2 separate regions of the Mus musculus genome follow, and region 1 is linked to region 2. The links are chromatin contacts, called in public HiChIP or PLAC-seq maps. All regions are on one chromosome and are shown on one strand. The core of a region is the stretch at or near the end of the contact, and the rest is flanking DNA. Distances in the headings are between cores, read along the strand shown.

What was found. HiChIP or PLAC-seq counts read pairs in DNA pulled down with a chosen protein or histone mark.
Region 1: a contact with region 2 is called in an H3K27ac HiChIP or PLAC-seq map of double positive thymocytes, with 6 read pairs. The contact joins the enhancer-like site here to the promoter of Pdxk in region 2. A contact is called at or near these places in 2 of 39 promoter capture datasets (the C10 cell line and embryonic stem cells), 1 of 484 Hi-C or Micro-C datasets (effector CD8 T cells), 4 of 115 datasets of contacts at active chromatin or transcription factors (the 230-238 cell line, double positive thymocytes and effector CD8 T cells) and 3 of 9 other capture datasets (adipose tissue, liver and pancreatic islet).

Annotation. Positions count from the first base shown.
Region 1 is chr10:78,288,227-78,294,346 of GRCm38.p6, reverse strand. The region is part of intron 2 of Agpat3 (1-acylglycerol-3-phosphate O-acyltransferase 3); the gene reads left to right. Among named protein-coding and RNA genes, the nearest start is that of Gm30122, 27 kb to the right of the region's middle. Within about 2 kb of position 4,591, at least 11 of the 459 cell types and tissues checked have an H3K27ac peak or open chromatin away from gene starts, as enhancers often do.
Region 2 is chr10:78,460,466-78,466,824 of GRCm38.p6, reverse strand. Pdxk (pyridoxal (pyridoxine, vitamin B6) kinase) reads left to right here and starts at 1,877. Exons shown (of 11, transcript NM_172134.2): 1 at 1,877-2,064. The coding sequence starts at 1,978.

The sequences.
Region 1 (6,120 bases), core at 3,342-5,841, 180 kb after region 2:
GCTCAGGGGCAAGGCTTCAGCACAAACGACCTGAGGCTGCAGACCTTAGCTGGGGGTTACCTGCTCTCAGTACGAAAGGGTGGGATTGCACACTGGAGGCTGGAGCCTTGCCCCTGGGCCTTTGTTCTTGGTCTGTGTGTGATGTGGTGCAGCCCATCCTGGGGTGACAGACTTCATAACTGTGGGGCCTTAGGCTGTTCTCTCCTGCCTTTTCTGAGTCACTTGCTTTTCTGTCCTGGTTGTATTTCCTATGAACTGAAGTCAGTTCGTTCCAAGGTGGGGGGATCTTTGGATAGTGTAATTAGTCTTTAGTAATATTTATAGACAGCTTATGTATTGAAAAGGCTTATGGTGTGCCTAAGCAATCTAAGACCACATCCACTTCACCAAGGCTATATGGGTCAGCAGTTTCATCTGGGCTTAACTGGATGTTTCTGGTCCCTCTGGAATCGTTCTTGTTCACTGAGAGATACCCCAAGGTTGTGGTCTGGTGACCTGGGCTGGATCAGGCTCAGTAGACATGGTCTGTACACTGACCCACACATCCCCAATTAATGGCCAAAGGTCACAGCAGGCTGCAAGATCTCTGGAGGCAACCCTGCAAGTCATAAATGCCACTGCCACCCAGGTAGCCAGTCCAGGTCCTGAGCCAGGGGTCAGTGCTCATCTGAGAAGCAGCAGTGTGGACCAACTCAGGACTTGCACACAGAAGTGGCCTGTTGCTCAATGCCTGGGGCCTTACTCAGTTGGATTTTCTGTTTCAGCCACACTGTTCTGTGTAATGTGTTTGTGCATTGTGTGTGTACAGCTATAATCTGTGTCCTATAGCCTGGACACAAGAGAGTCTGGAATGTCTTCATCTGTCTGGTCACTAGGACTTGAGAGCCCATACCCTACTTGCTATAGAGGAAGCCTTTAGCCCTGGGGGTTCTAACTCTCTACTTTCTGCCTGCTTAAAAGGCAACATGGCCCCTGGTAGATCCGTCAGTAATCAACCAAATAGCACTAACCATGCTGAGCAAAGCTACCTGGACCCAGTGTAGCCAGAAGCTTACAACATCTCCACCATCTTGGACTCTGTGCATTGTGCTTCATCTGCTCAATATCCCTGTCCTCTTGCAAGATGTGACAGTACTAGCCATCTGGAGCAAATGGTACTGATGGCACCCCTTCCTTCACCACAGTTAGACACCTTTCCCTCCATAGGCTGGTGAAACTGGGTAAGGTCTCACACTTTATCTCCCTGCATTCCTAGAGTCTGCAGTTGAATTTGCCTAAGGACTGGTTTGCCCTTTGATTGCTTTTATTTCATGTCCACTGTAGTTCAACACCCTAAGGAACAGGGTCTATCCAGGTGACAAGGTACAGGCCTGCCCTCAGCAACACTCTATAACGTCACAGTACGGCTATCTCAGTCAGCTGCCACCAGCACTGTCTGCCCCAAGTCCCTCCTAGCCCCCTCTCTCCAGTGTGCACACAGGCTGTGGCTGAGAAGCCACGCTGCACCCCACTACATGAGGAAGGGGAAGGATGCGAGGGCTCTTGGAGCCACCACCCTGAGCGCTCCGCTTTTCTACACCCCCTTGACTGCTCAGAAAGGTTTGGGCAATATCTATTTGTTCTTGGCTGTTTATGAAAGTGAATGTTGCTCCTGAATTAAGACAGTTTGAGATACTAACTATGCCATCTCTGCTGCCGAATGCCCTCTTACTCATTCCTGTTAATAATTCTCCAGCATCTGCTAGTTCTGGACCAGCTCAGATCACCAACTACAAAACAAAGGTGGTGGTGGGGTATGCAGGGAATGCCCTGGGCCCAGCCCCTCACACAGCCTGCCCCTGCCCCTGCCCCTGCCCTGCATCCAGGCCTTGCTAGGGAACTGAACATGAGTGAACGGGAGGGAGAGAGGACGGTGACGGCAGTGTTATTCTGTAAACTGGAGTTTGATCACTGAAACCCACATGCTGGTGTCTTCCTTGTGACTGAGTCTCCTGTCTCAAGCATCACAAACAACTCATTTTCCATAGTTCAGTGTCTTCCTTTTGTTAGTTCACCTGTTCAATGGCAGCCACTCTCTCTGAGAGACTCTTCCCCCTCAGCCAGCCAGTGTGAAGTATAGGGAGGTTGGGCACTGAGAGACAGAGACAGAGGGCATGCTGGGAAGTAGTCCCCAGGGAAGCAGGGCAGAGGACCAAGGATGATGGAAAGGCTCCCAGAGGATGGGGACTGAATGTGATCAGGAAGCTGGCTGTGGGAAGAGGGACCAACAGGTGTCCCAGATCTCAGATTAGGGAGCCTAAAGCCTGTGTGTTTGCAAGTCCACAGGCCTTGGGCTGCACTGTTTGATTTAGGGACCCAGAACTCTAGAGATGAGACCCATAGTTTGGCTGAGTTGCTGGCAGAGCTGGTGCCTCTTCACCTGGCTTGTGCCTTCATTCCTACTCTGCAGAACACATGGGTGATCAGATCAGAAACAAAGCACTTACCTTTATCACCTGTGGAGCCCTCGTCTCTAAGTACCGTGGTATTCTGAGGTGCTAGGGGTTTACCCATGGGGGTGACTCAATTCAGTCCTAGTGAGGAAACAGTCAGGGCAGAGGATCGAGTAAGGTCCTCCTGGTGTGCGGTTGGCAAGTTCAGTGTCCTGATGATGCCCTGAGCCCCAGATATCTCAGGCCAAGACTGAGGGCTCCCTTAGGTCGAAGTTAACTAAGGATGGGTCGTCCCACTTCTCAGTGAGTGGTATCTATGGAAAGGGAGTCTGGCTCAGGGTCCTGGACCTCCCAAAGGGACATCCTTTTGGGAGTAGCATCTCTTCAATTTCTGGTGCCCAGCTGTGGTAACATTTAAGGGTTTGAGTAAGTCCCCTACAAGGACACACGTGGAGTGATGCTGGTGCTGATGTTGAGTGTGGCTAACCCTGTCATCAGCACAGATTTGCTGAGCCATGGCTTCCTCCTCCCCAGCTGGCAAGCACTCCGCCTGTTCCTTGGAAGGCAAGGCTGGCTTGCCTCTCACCTATCACCACCTTCTGACCCAGGAAGGTGTGAGTTCTGGCAGGCTGTGAAGGGCCATCATGAAACACAGGAAGCAACGGTATTACTTTCAGGGGCCAGATGTTCTAATGCTAGACTGGCCTTGGGAACACACTTGACTCAACTAAACGAGAGTTATAGGAGATTCCAGGAAACCACCTTTGAGCTCTAGGGACCACTCTGTCCTCCAGCTGTTGGTCATTTAGGCTCCAGAAACCATGTCTAAGCTTTTAGTCACACCCAGTCTTCAAAGGTCACATGGAAATAATAAATGACACCGGTACCCAGAGATCATAATGGGGACCAGATGCCAGGGCAGGACTATCCAAGGAGATTGAGAGGGCCTTGGGAGAAAGAGGTTGTGAGTCTGACAAGGCCATCCCACTGCAGGACGAAACGGCAGATTCACAGATGACATGTCTTATGGTCAGGGTCAGCCCGCTCTCAGACATGCCCTGCAAGGATTGTGGTAATTAGCTGCACCATGCTCTTATGCCAAGGGTGTCTGGAGGCACCACTCCCCTGGGGGTGGAGCACTAGGCACCTCCTCTTAGCTCCTCTTAGCTGCCCATCAGCTCTGTGGAGTTTTCTTGGCCAAAAGCCTTGAACCTAAAGTGACCATGAAGAAGTTTCCCATTGAGGTGGAGGGGTGCGTTCCCAGATGGCTGTGTAGACCTCAGAGTTTTCAGGATCAGGTGCATGGTTAAAAAAAAGAAAAGAGAATAAGATGTATCCCAAGAAGTGCTGTGAGGTATCTGCAGGGTGCAGCTGGATGTCCTGTGCTACCCGGGGGTTCAAGCTGGTGTTGTGATCACAGCTTTACAAATAGGTGGTCCCGACAAACAGGACAGTTCCTGTGCAGTTCTGACGTCTGAGATGCTTCACCTCTGGGCCTGTGTGCCAGAAGTGTCCAAAGGAGGCTAAAATGGTCCACAGTTTTGCTGGGACAGTAGGTCACAGTAATCAATAAAACGCTCTCAAGCATCATTTCAAGCCAAAGAGACTCTTGGTGTGCTGCCTGGTGATAAAATCCTGTAGAGTTTTTATGCAGTGGAAATCCACAGCCAGGGAGCCAGCAGAGAGGCTGTGAAGCAACCATGGGGATGCGGGATCTCTAGGCTGGTCTGTGGTTGCATTTATAAGATTAAAGCTCCACTTTTAAAAGTCAAATTTACCAGCACACCAGGATACCCTGCACATTTAAACTCGGATCTGAAATGTAGGTGTCAACTTGAAACGGTCTTAGGACACAAGACTTTTAAAAACTTGCTGGGCGTGGCACTGTATGCCTCAAACTTCAACATTTTGGAGGCAAAGACAGGCAGATCTTTATGAGTCCTAGACTAGCCTGGGCTACATAGTGAGACTGTGCCTTAAAAAAACAAAAAGACTTATTTTGAAGGCACCTGGACCAACACTGTGGTCATTCAATGCAGGCCTTTCCCACACTTCCCTGCCCTGGTGAACCAGAAACTTTGTAGCCAAGAGCAGAGCAGAGCAGGAGCTGGCACAAAGGCTGAGTGGAATTCCTGCGGACAGCACTGAAGTTTTAAGAAGGCACTAAGGAAACAGTCCTAGAAATGGGTGCAGCCAGCACTGAGGAAGCAAGCCCCGTGTCTGTCACTGGAACACTTGGGGACTAGAGAGTGATGACTGAGGTCATGCTCTGCAGCACAGACACATGTCAGATGGCCTTCTAGGACAGTGTGTTAGACGGTTCTATGTGGATGACGAGGCTATGAAGCTAAACGAGATATCCTGGGCTATGATGTAGAGATGTGGTCTTGGTGCCTGAGTTGAGCTCCAGGCTAGCATTTGGCTAAGTCTATCTGCCCCCTTCAGGTTTGGCTAGACCCAGGGACACCAGAAATCCAGAGGTGGATGTGGTAGGTGGCAACGCACTCTAGGGACGGAATACTGAGGTTGGTATAGGCTCACCACGGGTTCTGCACAACTCTCTAGTTGAGACTCCAGCAGGTAGAGCAGGAAACCTCCTCTACTGCACAGCACAGGGGCGGTTGATCGAGTGGGATGCTCAATGAAAGCCATCCTCACAGCTGGAGCATGAACAGGTGGGGGTCATTATGACGGAGGGACAGCTGAGGACTTAGCAGGGGACACAGTGCTGCTGTTGTACCCCAGCAGGGCCAAGCTCAGCATTCTGATGCCAGCCCATCCATCCCATCCTATGCCTTGGGAAAGAAGCAAAGCCAAGCTACCAGAACAGTGATGGGCACAGCCAGGGCCTGGGGTGGAGCCAGCCTGCATGGCTCCTTCTGTGTGTAGTGGCGGTGGCCACCTGGTCACTGAGTCTTTTCTTTTCTTTTTTTTTTTTTTGTTTTTTTGTTTTTTTGTTTTGTTTTTTTGTTTTTTTGTTTTTTTGTTTTTGTTTTTTCGAGACAGGGTTTCTCTGTGTAGCCCTGGCTGTCCTGGAACTCACTCTGTAGATCAGGCTGGCCTCAAACTCAGAAATCCACCTGCCTCTGCCTCCCAAGTGTTGGGACTAAAGGTGTACGCCACCACTGCCCAGCTTCTGGTCACTGAGTTTTGTCACCCAAAGCTGAGTACATAGTGACTGTATGTGAGACCTCACTGAAGTTCAATCTTGAAAATCATAGTCTCTCCCTGGGGCCCAGGGTGTGGGATCGAAGGTGTGCTATAGAGCCGCAAAGCCACTGGGAGGGGCACAGGATAGAGCCTGTGACATGAACATGAGCATGGTGTGCTGAGGGCTGTCATTTCCCCTGGGGCTGCTGGGTCAGAGCTATCATAGCTAGGGTAGTGTCATGTGATGGCTGTGGAGACCCTCAGCCACCTCATATATTCAGGTCTATGCGGATCTGTCCTGCATGGTGTAGGGAGGAACTTTAAGGTCACTGAGGTGTCGGGGTACATGGCCTGCAGACCCTGGCCTTGGGACATGAGCATAGACTCAGGCCTCAAAGTCAACACTGAGATCTCCTGCTGGCCCCTTGAATAGGCCATTCATTCAGCCTTCCTGTGCTCTAAGTCACTCCCTGTGTGTGTGTGTGTGTGTGTGGTGGTGGGGGGGGGTGTTCACGTGTGATGTTTGCATAAGATGCAT
Region 2 (6,359 bases), core at 628-3,127:
CCAGGATTTGTGGATTCCTGGAACCCACACGGTGGAAGGAAAGAACCAACTCCTCCTGCAAGTTGTCCTCTGACCTCCGCATGTGCACCGTGGCGTGTGTGTGCACCACTCGCACTTGAATTAAATACAAATGTAAATTTAAAACTTTTTGCCCGGGCACGGTGGCACACCCCTTTAATCTCAGTACTCAGGGGGTGAAGAGTGGTAGATCTGATTCTGAGACCAACTCAGAGTACATAGCAAGTTCGAGTCCAGCCAGGACTACATAGTGAGTCCTTGCCTAAACAAACAAACAAAAGAACAGAATTTATTTATTTATTGGGTTTTTATTTTTTGAGACAGGTTTTGTCTGTATAGCCCTAGTCGTCCTGAAACTCATTCTGTAGACCAGGCTATTCTCGAACTCAGAAATCTGCCTGCCTCTGCCTCCCAAGTGCTGGGATTAAAGGTGTGAGCCACCACTGCCTGGTTAGAACAGCATTTGTAACCTCAGCAATGAGGAATAGAAACAGGTAGATCCCAGGGGCTTCATAACCAGGAAGCCTAGACAAACTAAGAGAGAACTTCCGGGTCCTAGTAGGGTATCTAAGTAAATGAATACATAAAATAAATCCAAGGCAGTTCCAGGTGTGGTGGCATACACCTTTAATCCTGGCACTCAAGTTAGGTGGGTCTCTGAGTTCAAAGCCAGCTTGGCTTAGATAGTGAGCTGGATCAGGGAGAGAGACATCATGAGACCTTGTCTCAAAAAAGCTAAAGAAAAGCTCAAAGTGAATTGCCCCTCCCTAAGTATAACACCAGAGGTCTTCTATACACATACACAAACACAGAAATGCCGGGATTATAAATGTACACCATTGCTCCAGGCTAGCAAGATTCAGTTACAAGAAATGTTTAGCACATACATAGTATCCAGCAAACGTTACTATCAGCAAGCAATTAATTATTCCTCCAATGTACTTCCATTTAGTTGATTCCAGTCAAGCCTTCCTAACAACTTGGTTCTTCTTTACAGCTTTTCTGGTGCTGGGGCCTTGGTATGCACCCCACCAACGGAGCCTCAAAACCACTTCCTTTTTCTGATCTGTTCCCCAAGCAATGGGAATGTTCCTTTCTCTTCAGAGCAGATCTGGTCCCCAGTACTCTCTCTCACCAAGATAAAGCAAACTTGACATACTGGCCTGTGCCACTGATCTGTGACCCTGGTGTGTCCGTGACCACAGGAGTGCCAAGTGTAGGTCTGGAGATGGGACAGGAAGAGAGGTGCGCTTTCCCTAGGACTGAGAGGACTTGGTGGGTAGTGAAGAGGGGAAGACCAGTGCAGCCCCTTCAAATCTGTCCCCATGAGTGGCTCTAAGCAGACTTGAGCCTAGAGAAGATCTCTTATTATATTGAGAAGGGGCACGTGACTCCTGACTCAGGGTAGCCTGAGATCAGATGCCTGTGAGCCCTACTGGGTCTGGGATTCCACGCAGGCCGCGTGGCTGGAAAGGATCTCCTGATCTCTGAGGGTCTTCAGGCTCTGGAGCTCAGTGGAAACTCTTTGGACAGCAGCTCCGGAGTATGCCACCCATGGAGTGATCAGCGCCGCGGGCCAAGGAGGTGGAACAGTGTGTACTGAAAGTACCGTGCTGTGGAGTGTGATACAGGCGAACCCCCTGACGCACAGACAGATCTGCAAAAAGGGATGTGAGGCCACGTGATGGAGCACAGAGGAAGGAGCTCATGTGCTGGATTCCACAGGTCCCGTTGCCCGGAGGGGCGGGGCCTGCGTGAGGCACCGCCTTCAGCCCGCCCCTCGCCGCGCGGGACTCGCGGGTTAGCAGCCGGCCTGTTGAGGTCAGAGGAGGCGGGGAGCGCGTCCAAGCCTAGCGACTGCGCGTGCTTAAAGCGCTCGGAGCAGAATCCGAGCGAGCGGCCTGAGCAACCCCAGCCTGTGACACCACCTGGACCACGCGCCACTACAGCTTTCCCGGCATGGAGGGCGAATGCCGGGTGCTCTCCATCCAGAGCCATGTTGTCCGTGGCTACGTGGGTAACAGAGCGGCCATGTTCCCTCTGCAGGTATGCGCTCCACTGCTTATGTAACCGGGCCGGGCTGCTCACTTGCGGGTCTACGGGTTCGCTGCGTGGCCTTTTCCGACTAATGACCTTGGCCCCCTGTGGCCATCCTTTTGGGTCCCTATTGAGCGCTGGGCGCGCTGAGGGCAGATCCTGGCGCAGGCAGGCCGGGGGCGTGGACTACCCTGGGGAGCTTACAGCGGGGTGGTGCAGGTGGCACGAAGCCCCCTGCCCGGCTGTGGCGCACACGGTAGCGCCTGAGGGTCCCTGTTGCTTCCGTCTGCCTGACCAACAGTGGGCAGGGGCTTCCCGAAGCGTTAAAATGCTGAGCTGGGAGAATCCTTTCCTTTGGGAGCGCGGAGAGCCTCTTGGTAGACACATTGGCTAGTGATTGCTCGCTCTCTGCAGACATCCACGTTCTGCTTCTACCCATTCTATGAACTTGGACCAAGGAGGAAGCTGGGCCCACGCTTGGGTCTGAACACTCTTAGGGTGGTCTGTCACCCGCAGAGATGGGGCTGGAACTCTGCACCTCCCGCGTGCTTGCTTTTATTCCTAAAAGACAGCATAGTTTGCTGAGTTTGGCTTTGGAAGCAACCTGTTAGAAGGGCTGTAGCCTTTTCTTCCCAGATCCTATCTCCTGTGAGATGTGTGATGAATGAGGCTATCTCTGATCATTTCTGGCAGGTGGTGCTTCCTGCTTGTGACTGGTTGCCCTTGGAGGGAACCAGGTTGTCATGGGCATTAGAATAGGGGTCATAGGCAATATCAGCTGACTGGAGCTTCCTTGCCTGGCCGGTCCAGCAGGAAGATTGGGCTGGCCTGGGCAACCAGGTGGTGGCCTCTTGCAATGTATCTTTTTTGGCTGGTCACTGAGCAGGGTGGCAGGTCCCCGTTCCCCTTCCGCTCATGTCTAGCCATTAAACTGATTCCTGGGAGATGTTAGGGTGTAGCCTCTGGCTACCATGGACCTGAAAGAAGGACTTGGAAGGAAAACAGGTGGCTGGAACTGCATTTAAGGACAATAGAGGACTGTCCTGAATCAGGCTTGCTTGCCAGACAAATAGAGCAATTGATTGTTATTATACAGCATAGGAGATCAAAGTCTGTAGGCAAGGGCAGTTGCTGAGTGTTTGAGCGCCTGTTGGTTGATAAACAGTGCTTCACCCACACGGTCTAGTGTAGGCATTCTTGTTCTATCCAGAATGCACTGGTCTGGTGCTTCATGCTCTTTACCTTTGCTCTCTAGCTTAAGGGGCCAGGATTGGGGTAACAAGGTCATTGAAGTAAGACTGTACTAAGGAGCCGGGTGTGGTGGCACATGCCTTTAATCCCAGCACTTGGGAGTCAAAGACAGGCGGATTTCTGAGTTCAAGGCCAACCTGGTCTACAGAGTGAGTTCCAGGACAGCCAGGGCTACACAGAGAAACCCTTTCTCAAAAAAAGACTGTACTAAGGAGCAAAGGGGCAGAGTCCTGAAGGAGGGACAGCCAGGGAGGGCGGGGCCAGGCTGAGCTTCATGCAGTTCCCTCACCTTGGGCAGAGGTGTGCCGGCTTCTGAGACCCCGTGTCCTGCGTTGCTTGCCTCTTCCACTTGCTGGTACTCTTCCTTCACCCAGCACACTGTCCCTGGGTCCCCTGGTCCTCTGTCCTCTAGACTGCACCAAGGGCTCAGTGTCCTTATTCAGGTTGAAGATATGGGGTTCCAACTGCTCAAGGGAGGGGATCCCTTCCCCTTCTCTCATTCCTCCTCCCTTTTTATTGAATTTCTCATCATGCTCCCCAATCCCACTCATCTCTCCCCCTGTACCCACCCTTTCAACCTCCCTCCCCCCAACAGTGGAAAAAAAGAAGGGCAAACAATCTCGTTGTGGAAGCTGTAGTGAGTCCCACAGTGTATCCTTATGTCCACACCGACTTTGCTTGTAAACGTTCATTGCAATGAGTCTGTCAGGTACAGGGAGGGCCTCTGCTACACCATCCATACTGAAACCACACTGGGACTCCCCTCAGATTCCCCATTGTTGCCCTGTGTCATAGAGATCCTGTAGTTTTGATCTATGGGACCGGCTCCATCACACACTCCAGCAGCTCATGGATGGGGTAGATGCTAAGGTGGGCCAATTCAAAGCCCTGGATCTGGGCCTGAGAGGTACCTGAGCTGGTCAGCCCACTATACCCACACCACGGAGGTGAGCTATTTTTCCCTGCCCTAGCTGACCCATCCAACAGAGCAGCCAGCAAGGAGGAGGGCTCTCCTGCCTTCAGCTATGGCTCTGTTGTGCTGTCCAGGAGAGATGCAGGGCTGGCTCTCTCCTGGAGTGGAGCAAATGAGGGGTGTGGCTAGCTCTTCTGCTCTCAGGCACTGGGGATGGCTCACCTGCAACCCTTGTAACCAGAGCCAGCTCTATCATGCTGCCCAGGCAAGGTGCAGGGCCCACTCTCCTGAGTGTTACAGCCTGTGAGAGACAGGGCCAGTTCTTTTACTTTCATGACCCTGGGATCAGCTCTCCCTCCTGCCATAGGTGGCAAGGGACAAGGGATGGTAGGAGGGCATCTGTCTTAGGGTTTCGTTGCTGTAAAGGGACATGACCAAGGCAACCCTTAGAAAACATTTCATTGAGGCTGGCTTACATACAGTTTCAGAGGTTCAGTCCATTATCATGGGAGGAAGCATGGCAGCTTGCAAGCAGACATGGTACTGGCGGAGCCAAGAGTTCTACATCTTGATCCAAAGGTAGCAGAAGTTATTCCTCCGGCAGCCAGGGGGAGGTGCTCTTCTGCACTTGGTGGAGCTTGAACAGACCTCAAAGCCCATCTACACAGTGACACATTTGCTCTGCTCCAACGAGGCCACATCTATTCCGTCCAAAAAAGGCCACACCTCCTAATAGTGCCACCTCCTGTGTGCCAAGCATTGATACACATGAGTCCCTGGGGACCAGATGTATTCATACCACCACAGCATCTCTTTCCTTATCCCAGCCACTGCCCAGCAGACAAGTCAGGACTAGCTTTGCTGTGGTCATACCCTCAGGGTCGGCTCACCTGCAGCCCCCCACATCTAGGGCATGCTCTACTACACGCTGCCCATTGAGGGTACAGGGCCTTCTCTCCAGGGTTTTGCAGCAGGTAAGGGTCAGGGGAGGGGTCTTGAGAGGTGCTTACTGACCTAGGGACTCCATCCTGGTCCATGTGGACTCTTGGCAGTTCACCACACCTCTGTGCAGCCCTGGACAGGGGAAAGTAGAGATGGAGGACACTCCAACATGGAGAGGCTCAGTGAGCACAGTGGGGCTGGCACTGGCAGTGTCTATGGTGGCCTGGGGCCAGCACTCTCCAGTCTTTGAGGAGCTATTTCAAGAGGAACACCCCTGGGTCCAGAGCTGTGCTAGTGGAGGCAGGGTGTATATATTCTTACTGTACAACCTGGAGTGCAGATCTCATTCACATTACTGAATATGGGGAAGCAGAGCAAGAGAGAGGATAGCCAGGCAGTGGTGGCACACGCCTTTAATCCTAGCACTTGGGAGGCAGAGGCAGGCGGATTTCTGAGTTGGAGCCAGCCTGGTCTACAGAGTGGGTTCCAGGACAGCCAGGGCTATAGAGAAAAACCCTGTCTCGGAAAAAAAAGGGGGTGGGGTGGGGTGGAGGGAAGATGGAGAATGTAGCCTTGGGCTGGGACCCTGAAGTTTGTCCCAGTGCTAATCCTAGAGGACCTCTAGGCAGAGGAGTCCCCCCTGGGACTGACCCAGGTGTCTACAGGTTGCACCATCAGGTGGCTGTCCATTCATACCAGATGTTTCTGGGCTTCCCCTGCACCAAGCTGTTGATGAACTAGTACCAGGACTTCTAGCTAGAGTCCCTGGTTCTGGGCCTGGCTTCTGCCTGTGGCTGGGGAGCTGCCTCTAGCTTCTGCCGTGTGTCACAGACTGTGCCCCCCCCCCCCCCACCATCAGCCCTGGCTCCCCAAAGCTCCCTGCAGAGTCTCCCAGGCTCACCCTTCCGGTACCCCACAGGCAGCCAGGATAAACAAACTCTCCAAGGAGGCAGCAAAACCTTGCCCCACCCCTACACACACACACACACACACACACACACACACACACACACACCGTTTTCATTTCTGCTTCTGGCCCGGGGCCAGGCTATAATGGCCAAGGGTTTCATGTGACCAGAGCCACAGAAGGTGGCTACCAGGTGGAATAGTTCAAAGTTTGCAGAGAAGGGAGAGGGTAAAGGGACAGTGGGGACAGACTCCTGGTCTCCTGGTCTCCTGTCCCTCCCCCTTTCTCACT